Regions from separate parts of the Pan troglodytes genome. Here region 1 is linked to region 2. The links are chromatin contacts, called in public capture Hi-C maps. All regions are on one chromosome and are shown on one strand. The core of a region is the stretch at or near the end of the contact, and the rest is flanking DNA. Distances in the headings are between cores, read along the strand shown.

Region 1 (4,817 bases), core at 1,711-4,210, 750 kb after region 2:
TGCCCTAAAGGAAACACATCCCTAATTTTGTAACATATACATTTGAAATCCTGAACACTAAATATTCTTAGTAGGAAAGATTCTTGTTAACTTTCTAGTAACCCATATTTTAATGGAAATGGGTGTGGTGGGGTAGATGATGAGGTATTGGGGTTTTTGTTATTTTATTTTTAACTGTATAAACATAAAAGTCTTCCCTGTGCTCAGTATTGAGCCAGGGATCTGGGGAAAAAAATGATTAAAAAAAAAAAGACTCAGGCTCTACCTTCAAAATGTTTATAGTTTATAATTAAAAAGGGAAGTAGACATACTACTTGGCCTCTTCGCATCATTGTAGGACCTTGGCTGCAGTCATCTTAGAAGTCAAGTTCACATGAGAGATAGATGGCACATTCTAGGAATTAAAGTAGGGAGAGAAAGAATTTATCTTCTAGATGGCTCAGTCATGAATGAGCCACCAAGATATCAGTTTTATTTGTTTGTTTGTTGCTATCCTGAGAGTTGGGGTGGGGTTAGGGAGAACCATGTAGTAGAGGACTGCATACACAAAAAAATTAGATGAAACAAAGGATGAGGGTGAAAAGTAAGGGGAGGGGAGACCTAATAACTGGATGAATTATGGGGAAAAAACCCTGCTGACTCTGTTCAGTTTAAGGTGAGAAATGACAGGATTAGAATGTCAAATTGCTGAGTCCTACAAACCTAACCATAAACCTCCTCTAAGCTGTTCAGCTTTTTTTCTCTGCAGTCACTAATTAAATCTTGCCTTGAAAGAAATAAAGTAAAATAAAAGCCACATGCTTTTTTGAGTCAAGTAGATTGCATACCATCGGCCTATAAGGAGCTGGGTATCTGGTCGATGTGTATGGGGAACTGAAAGTGGAAGGAAATCAAGATAATAGAGCACTTATCTCTTTCTTTAAAAAAGTTTTCATAATTATTTCTCATTGAATGTCCCATCTTTGTAGCATCTTACTTTCATATGCAGTCTCTTTTCCCTATCTAGCCGTAATGGAAAACATGTGGGATTCCCTTTTCAGTGTGATTTATGCAGAACTGTAAACCAGAGGAACCCAAAGCACATTATAAACAGTATTTGAAGTTCAAAAATCATTCATGTCTCCAACAGGAAGAATGACCAGGGTAAGTTTAATATGATGGTTCACCAAGTCAGTATCCTTTGCACCATCCACACCTTTTATCCAGAAAATATCTTCATAAACTGTTTACTTTCTTGAATATAAGCTTGCTACATTGGTACATTCCCAAGTCTCTTCTCACTGATTTAATGAAAACACAGTGTCTGTGTCCTAAGCTTAGTATCTTTATGATCAAATATCTGACTCCATTACCTGAGGCCATGATGAGTCCATTTTTCCTGTCACTCTCCTCTCCTACGTGGGGCAGATCTGCCCATCAAATAAGAATTTAAGCAACTAAAGCCCTAACAAAGATATTGCTGGCCCTGTGTTCTTCTGTTGTTTGCCTGAGCAAAATCCATCATTACTCTATATGCATATGGCATGTGTCAACTGTTTTAAAATTAGCCAATTTTCCTAAGCATAAAAATGGATTTTTGTCATATCACATGAACCATATATCACAAAAACAAACCAGTTTTTGTTGTGGCTTTTTTCTTTCCAAAATACATGAAGTCTTTTTAAGTCACTGCCAAATCCATTTTGCTCACTGCATTTGTGAGATACATCTAAAGAAACGAAGCAGAAAAAGAAAAAGAAAAGAAAAAAAAAAAAAAGCTCACACACTGCCATCACCTGGAAAGAAATCTAGTTCATTACCAAACCAACCATGCCTAGGAGGAGGCTGGATTGCTTCATCCTGCTTTTAAATAATAAATAAATACAGCATTTGCATGCTGCCCTGCACTGAGAGTTTGAGACAGGGCAAAAAAAAAGAAAAAAAGAAAAAAAAAAAGAAAAACAACAACAACAACAACAAAACCCCTAAGTTTAAGAAAAAGAACTGTCATTTATGGAGCATTCTACATATCAGATTTGATGAGTACTAATTCTGCATTATTTCATTTCATACTCTAACCCTGTGAGTTGTACCACATCCATTTCACAGATGTGCATCCTGAGGCTAATGTAGTAAAGTAACTTGGCAAGATCAAATACATGGTACGTAGCAGAGCCTGCCAAAGACTTGAACCCAAGTTCACCATGCCTGAGCCTCTTCTCTCAATGACCATGTCGTCACATACGAGAGCAAAAAAAAAAAACCATCGAAACTTCTAAAGACATGATATTGCGGCACCAGGTTTCTTTTCTTCATTAAGCCTGTACTGGTGCGTTCTTTAAGGGTTGTAGCTCAGAGCAGCCCTCTTTGGGAAATTCTCCTTGAGCCTTTGCATAAAGCCTCCAAACATTGCTAAGCTCAGGAGTGATGCAGCGTATGTAAAGAATCAGCAGCTGTCTGTATGGTTCGTTTTGAAGGGCCTACAATTCCTCTCAACAAGGAAAAGCACCATGTCTCACTTGGGTTAAAATCTGTGAATTTCTCTTTTGAAATGTTCTAGTGTTAATTGGGAGGGCAGCACATTAAATCATTATTAGTCATTAATACCTTAACACAAATTAGTTGATCAGGTTACTGAGAGGTGTGAAGGGCCCTGAGGGAAGGATATTATCTTGATGGAGGTGGTGGGGAGTTGCCAAAGAGGGCAGTTGCCAAAGAGGGCAGTCTCTGGATTGCTGCAGGGGCTGAGTGAGGCTGAGTGAGGGAGCTAAGGGAGGATGGGAGGGGTGGGGCAGGGAGGATGAGAGGGGTGGGGCAGGGAGGGAGGGACGGCACCAGGACTAATCAGCTTAGTTCCAGACAGGATTGCTTCTGCAAATGCAACTGTCCCTCCCCATTCCTTCTCCGCACACGCGCACGCACACATGGCTCCCCTGCTGTCCCTTTCGAGCTTGCCGGAGTGTACTTACAGATAAGGGTTTTAGGAAAGGTACCGGCCACTCCTCGGCAACCTCCGGGGCAAGAATCCCGCCTGCGCCTCTGCAGCCGGGGGCTTGTAACACAGCTTTTCGCCTCTAGGGGTCTCTAGTGACCCGAGGCTTCCGGAGGAGGCTGCCCTTGCTCCGCGGTCCCTCGCGGCTCAAATCCGGAAGGTCGGAGATTTCAGAAAGAAGAGGCGTGTGCAGGGCGCCTCCCAAGACCCCGCCAGCCGCCGGCACACCCGTCAGCCACCTGCCCCTGCTCCTGCCTAACGACGTATTGATGATAAATGGCTGAACACCGAGTGAGGGGTAGGCAGACATTAGCTGCCCCCACAGTCCTCACTGAGTGCTTAGTTATTTCTATGTCTCAAGGGGATTTCAAGGACCTCCCTCTGCATCCCCACCTCACACTCTTCCAGTAAACCCAGTCCCCCGGCCTGCCAGACTACAGCCCAGCAGGAGTCTCCGCGCTCTCAGCCCGGCAGCCTCGTGGTGGGGATGGGGCATGAACCCGAGTGAGGGACAGGCCGGCCCCAGTCACCAGCTACCCGCTGCCGCTGGGCTTGATGTTCTGCCCTCCCTGAGCTGGGGCTCCCCGCGAGGGAGGACCGCTGCCTTCGTTCTGGGAGACCTGGGTACCCTAATGAAAACAGAAGAAAAAAATATCACAACTGAGGAGTATTGGGAAAAAGCACGAAACTTTGAGCAAGGCACTTGTTCCTCCCAGTCCACTGTTGAAGAGGCTGCAGGAGTTGATGGCAAAATTCTGGCTTTCTAATTCATCCTGCAACACTTGTTTGAATCCCAACTCCACTACTCACTAGATGTGAGATCTTGGGTAATTGACTTAACCTCTCTATACCCATTTTGTTTTTTCATCTTCAAAACGAGAATAATAGTATCTACTTCATAGAGAGTTGTTAGACTTGAAAGAGATCTTACAGTGCATACTCTCAGCATCTAGTATAGTGCCTGGCACACAGCAGGCGCTCATTCATAGACATTGAACTCCTTGCATTTTCAATTACTGAGAACAAGGGAGAACAACAGTGATTGGTCCTAGTCTCACAGAACTTCGCAGATGTGTCTGGGTGAGTGAAAGTCTTATATTTTAAAATCAATTTTAATATATCACCTGTGATTTTAAATGAATCACAAGTTTTGCTTTTTAAAGAACTTCTGCAGTGGTCTTCAATGTGTTTTGAATACCTTTAGGTTCCAAGGAGTTGCCCTAGGGAACACTTGTGGGTGAGGAAAGAGAAGAAACAGGTGGCGGAGCTCCAGACCCCCTAGGCCTGCTCCAACGAGAGAGCTCCCCTTTTATCTGCTTTATATATTGGGGTTTTAGGTAAGGGTTTATTGATGAAAGTCTTCCACTGCTTTTTTGAGAGATGAAAACCACTGTGAATATGTCCTTGTATAATTCAGGGAAACCTTTTCCTCCAGGCTTAAGGATGCTCAACTCTGCTATTTGTCAATCATTGTCTTTAATCTTTACAATTTTTGTGCAACATAAGGTGTAATATCCATTTTACTAGGTGGGGATACGGAGGCAATAAGCCACACATAGCTGAGGTCACACAGTGGGTAAGTGACTATGACCAGATTGATGCCCAGGTTTGTCTCACCCAAAAGTCACCCACCCCATTGACCCTCAGAGCCACCCAGGGTGGAAGGCAGAGGGCATGGTGCAGGGGCAAGAGCCCAGAGTCTGAATGGTGGTTGCTCCTCTATGCTTTGCCTTCCTCAGTTTCCATATGCAAAACTGGAATGACACTTACTTCATAAGGTTGTAATAAAAATTAAATGAGATAATATAAGTAAAAATGAACCTAGTACAATTTTTATCATAAAATA
Region 2 (5,282 bases), core at 834-3,333:
AGGCACTGGGGAGAAATGTGAAAAATAGTAAGTGAGCAATGTCATTTTATTTATCCATTTTCCAATATCCCTGTGAATGTATGTATGTATGTATGCATGTACACGTATCTGTCTATCTGTGTCCTTCTGACAGTTTTACTTTTTTAAAGATGAGAGCTCTAAATCAATGAATGGCAGCATTGCAGGTGGTAGAGTGGGCATTCTCTGACCACTTCTGAACCAGGAAATAGACAACAGCCTTCTTTATGTACATCTGGCCATTCTTAAATGATTGTACATTTATTTTTTCTGGTGCTTTTCAGTGTTGTGGAGAAAAGCAGTGGGGAGACTGGAGGCCTCACCTGGCTGTGATTCTGTCGAATCAGGCTGGGGACCCAGAGCTGTATCAGCGTGCGATTGTTGCCATTGGGGACACCCTGGGTAAGCGACACCAGCATTTCCCCTCCGCTCCCCTCCCTGTCCCTCCCCTCCCCTCCCTGTCCCTTTCCTCACCTCCCCTCCCCGTCCCTCTCCTCACCTCCCCTCCCCGTCCAGGTCAGCTTTAAACATCCTGCCCTTAGATTCTCAGGTTCTAGGTAGGGCCAGAGTCTATGCCCTAGGCTTTTCCTGGACCCAGGAGCCTCCATGTTTTGGGGAAAGAAACTCCAGGGAAACACGTGTCCTTCTTGCCTCTCTGTTTCACAGAATTTCTGCTGTGAGTGAATGCAGGCCAGGCCCCTGAGACTTGGTGTTCTGCTGCTGTAGGAGTCTCCTCTCAGCAGCTGATTTTCTAGCCCTGGGTCAGATTCCCCTGTGGATGGAGTTAACGCATAGGACACCTTGCCTCCTGTTGCTGTAAATTTCTCAGTGACCCAGTTCAATCAGATAGGAAATTCTGTTTTTGCCTGAACCACTCTGGGTTAACCCTGTAGTCTTTCTTGCTATCATCTCTCTGTGAATGTGGCCTTATAAACACTTAGGGGCTATTGAGTGTTCCAGATCAGTGGTTCTCAAATTTAGCCAAGAAGCAGAGCATCCAGAAATCATGGTGCTCCCATGGGGCTTTTTAAAATATTGCTCTGTTAAACTTTAATAGCTATGGGTTAGGTTGTGCCAACTCAGATGGAGGCCATGCAGCACCCTGAGTGGAAGGGAACTAATGTTTGTTGAGCCCTCCTTGGGGGCCAGGCACTGTGCTAGGTATTGTATCTAGCTGAATTAACTCAATTTTGAGGCAGTGGAAAATGTATGGGAGAACATTTCAAAACATGTTGGTAATTAATGTGATTTTTATGTTTGACTTCAGCAGGGAAAGCAATGGTGCCTCAGGAAGCCTAGTTTAAGAACGGCCACTCCCAGTAGTCTCCTTCTTTGCTCAGGTGCAGGCATTTCAAACTCATTTTTCACCCTGAGGAAAGATTAAAATGTTTAGGGAATTCCTCGTAAAAAATCCTTTAGGGAGAAGGTGAAATTGTGCCTTATTCTGGCTGAAGAGAAATGTAACGTCTGAGGCCAAATGGGCTGGTGGGAGGAGGAGTGGGGTTTAGGGGTCTGTGACTCACGCTATGAAAGGCTCATTCATTTAGTCCCGTGTGGCTTCTCTGCTCTGACCCCCGAGGCCACTCTTCCATCTGTCTCCCATCCCACCCAGATGATGGCTCCCCACACGGGTGTGCTCCGTGATTGGGTCTTGTTCTCTTCCTCCCGCAGCTGGGAAGGGGCTTGTGGAGGCAGCTCACTTCTGCTACCTCGTGGCTCACGTGCCCTTTGGCCACTACACCGTGAAGACAGACCATCTGGTCTTGCTGGGCAGCAGCCACAGGTATGCGACCTGGGAGAAAGGAAACAGGACATTTTCCAAGGGACTGTTTTAGCCCTTGTTGGGTTTTATGGATCCATTTTTCATTTTCTCATGTGAATTTCAGCTACCGCCGGCTCCCTTATCTGGGATTGTTATCTGTGCAGGTCTGTGCAAGGAGATGCCCGTGGGCCCCACATCACAGCATTGGCGGGGGCCTCAGGCCCCAGGTGGTCCTCTGCAAAGAGGTGGGCTGATGCCTTTGTGTGGTATTGTGCCCTTTGGCCACTGGGTGGCACCCTGGCTCCACAAGCTAACTTTGTTCCTTTAAAAAAACAACATTTTACATGTGGAGGCTTGTGGGTCCGTGTTAGGCAGCCCTGGGCCTGTTCTGAGAGCCCACCCAGGAAAAACTGGAAAATGGAGGAAGTTTATGTTTAGTCCCTCTTTGGGGCCCTAGCATCCCTACAATGACTTGGTGCACAAGCTACTTAGAGTCCCACTGGTGACATTCTCTGTTGGCCATAGCATTAGGCTTTTCCTGCAGGAGGCCCTCAATCAGCTCTCAGTGAATGAATGCATGGACAGAACGATTTGCTCCCTAGAGGCCCTCCCTGTTCTGTATCTCTCTATCCCCCTCCCCATATGTGTTAAGAGTCACTAAGCTCTTACGTTGTGCCAGGCATTTTCTTTGCACTATTTCCTTTAATTATTACACATTTACCCTATGAAGAAGTGAAGTGAAGCAAAGATTTTAATCGTCACTTATGGAGGAGGGAAACCGAGGCACAGGGAGATGAAATAACTTGTCTCAGATGGTACAGAGAGGGTGTGGGTGAGTTGGACTCGGAATCCAGGCAGTCAGCCTGCAAAGCCCTTTTAACTATTGCACCACACTGCCTACCACTGAGGCAGTGTACCCAGCTCATTGCCTGTTCCTTCCAGGTTCCTGGTCTCTGATAGCACATGGCTAGCTTGTCAAAGAATCCCTTCTGTGCCAAATGTACAATAAGTGTGTATGGGCTAATATGTCTCCCCTCCTATGTTTACGTTGGTTTATGTTGAATGAGGAAATTCTTGGAAATAAAGTCCTACCCCCAGGAATAACCTGGTGATTGTGGTTTTTAAACACCATAGCAAGTTGTTGATGGGAGAAATTTTGGGCCACATGAGACTCTTGTGCCCACCACCTGCCCCAACCAGATCACATTCACTCAGTCCCCATCCTCACTCGTGGAATGAACATCCAATGTATGGACCCGTGTTTGATTTCTGGCTCAGCAGTCCTCGCCTGCTCTGCCATGCCTTTTGGTCTCAGTGCTCCCGGAGTGTTACATGGCTCCCCTCTTTTGTGCGAGTTTGCTCAAACTAGGGGTGCCCTTCACAGGTACACGACAGGCTTTATGGGCATGGGGGTCAGCTCTCTGTGTGTCTAAGAGTAGGGCCCAGTGTCCTTCGAGGTAGCCTGCCTTGAGTTACCCTTCAGCAAGAAGGCAGGTGACCCCCCTTTTCTGCAGCCTCCGCCTCCCAGTGCCTCTGGTGCAGAGTTCTGTTTTGTTCCTTCCTCAGCCTCAAGGAGGGAGAGGGAGAGGAGGTGAAACACTCACTCTGGGAGCCCAGAGTCTTGTTCTTCTCTTGAAGCTGCTGCAGGCATCAGCCCAGGATGGAAACTCCCCCATGAAAGGCTGCAGCTGGTGTTTGGAGAGCCACTAGGATTTAACTCCTGCGTCCCCCACACCTCAATCTCTTTTATTGTTATTCCCTGGTTTTAGTCAAGAGTTTTTGAAATTTGCAACAACTGAGGCAATCCAGAGGACGGAAATCTTCGAGTACTGTCAGATGCTGGGCCGCCCCAAATCCTTCATCCCTTCTTTCCAGGTAACTGAGCCCAGATGAGGCCACCACCGTCACTGTCAGGCAGCTGCAGGCAGCTGTATTTGCAGCTTTGCTTTTTGGCACTTAGTACCTGGGGCTAAGTTATCTACTGAACTTTTCCTCATTAGCTTAAGCGTGGGAGGGTGTAGGATTTCTTTTTATGTCCCCTAAAGGTCTGTGTTTTATAATATGAAGGCAAAACCTTGCAGAGGCCTCTCTGCTGGAGGCTCCTGCCTGACTGCTGATGTTTGAACGTCCTGCCTGCCGCCCCGGCCTGTGCCTAACTCCTGCTGTCAGCTCCTTCTCCCCATCTCTCCAGACAGCTCTCCCTTTCTTCTGAGCCTCCGCAGCTGTCCTGTGGGAGGGAGTGGGAGCGCAGGCCCAGCCCAGTGTCTGCTCACCCTCCCTCTGCTCCGCACTCCTTCTCGGGCCTCTTTTGAAATCCTCTGTCCTCTACCTCCGCCCTCACCCTTCTTCGTCCCACTCAGAGCATCAGCTGTGTGGGTGGTGTCCATACTGTGGTTTCCGCCCTCTTCTCAACATTTCTACATGATGCTGTTGTCACCTTACATTCGTAAAGACCAGTGCTGACATCGTGTCCTCCTCCGTCTAAATCCTCTGTGAGCTCTGACGTCCAGCACCATCCCTTCCTCCATGCAGGCTACCTGGGCCACACCTACGAGTATGACTGAGATGGCAGCCTTCAGTGGCCTCAGCTGTAAAATGGGATGAGAGTGGTGCCTTGTAATGGAGCTGGCATGAAATCGAGTTAGTTTCCTTAATGCTCGAGAACAGCGCCTGGCACACAGCAACTGCTTTCGGCGTTGACGTCATGGCAGGCACAGTGTGGCTCCCACAGCCGAATCCAGGGCCCCCCACTGACACTGAGCTCACGCTGCCTTGTGTTTTCTTGCCTTTCATGCACAGGTATCTTATCTTCCTACCTTAGTTATCTTCTTTAGGTGGAGACATTTTCCAGCGATTCCTTGTTTCTCCTTCAGTGCTTGGTGTCGAGGATACACACAGCAGCAGCAACAACAACAATTACAACAACATGCACACACAACACAAAGCCTTGAAAGTGAAATCCTGTGTCATAGAGAAATGGCCCAATTAGCATCTTCTCTTTTTCTTTAAGTTCTGGGATGCATGTGCAGAATGTGCAGGTTTGTTACATAGGTATACATATGCCATGGTGGTTTGCTGCACCTATCAACCTGTCATCTAGGTTTTAAGCCCTGCATGCATTAGGCATTTGTCCTATAGCATCTTCTCTTTTTTAAGGGCTTTGCCAAAGACTCACCTTTTCCAGCAAAACCTTGCCCCGTGAGCTCCTCTTTGCAGTTCCTCGACCGGCTCTTTGGTCTCTTTTTCTTTCCTTTCTTTATTCATCCCACCTGTCAGTGATTTTGGTGCTGCTTGGGGCTGATAGTAATGAGATTAGCTTCTGCGTGCCCGGCATTGTGGCATTACTTTTCTTGTGTATTGTTTCGAATCCTGTGAGGTAGGCATGATTAACTTCCTTTTACGAAAGAGAAAACGGAGGCCCGGAAGGGTAACATGCTATCGGCCCACATCTCTTGCATGCGGTTTGTTCTCAGTACTTTACCTGAATTATCTCATTTAATCT

What was found. Capture Hi-C pulls out chosen DNA fragments and counts their contacts.
Region 1: a capture Hi-C map of stem cell-derived neural stem cells shows a contact between it and region 2, with 5 times the contacts expected there. The contact joins two enhancer-like sites. A contact is called at or near these places in 1 of 7 Hi-C or Micro-C datasets (stem cell-derived neural progenitor cells), 1 of 1 datasets of contacts at active chromatin or transcription factors (stem cell-derived excitatory neurons) and 1 of 1 other capture datasets (stem cell-derived neural stem cells).

The regions. Positions count from the first base shown.
Region 1 is chr1:71,893,166-71,897,982 of NHGRI_mPanTro3-v2.0_pri, forward strand. The region is part of intron 2 of BRINP2 (BMP/retinoic acid inducible neural specific 2); the gene reads right to left. Among named protein-coding and RNA genes, the nearest start is that of BRINP2, 12 kb to the right of the region's middle. Within about 2 kb of position 2,961, at least 10 of the 24 cell types and tissues checked have an H3K27ac peak or open chromatin away from gene starts, as enhancers often do. A contact at or near this core is called in stem cell-derived neural stem cells, where this site is marked.
Region 2 is chr1:71,139,733-71,145,014 of NHGRI_mPanTro3-v2.0_pri, forward strand. SEC16B (SEC16 homolog B, endoplasmic reticulum export factor) reads left to right here. Exons shown (of 33, transcript XR_010151749.1): 20 at 303-420; 21 at 1,690-1,801; 22 at 3,550-3,655. Among named protein-coding and RNA genes, the nearest start is that of SEC16B, 95 kb to the left of the region's middle. Within about 2 kb of position 2,084, at least 4 of the 24 cell types and tissues checked have an H3K27ac peak or open chromatin away from gene starts, as enhancers often do. A contact at or near this core is called in stem cell-derived neural stem cells, where this site is marked.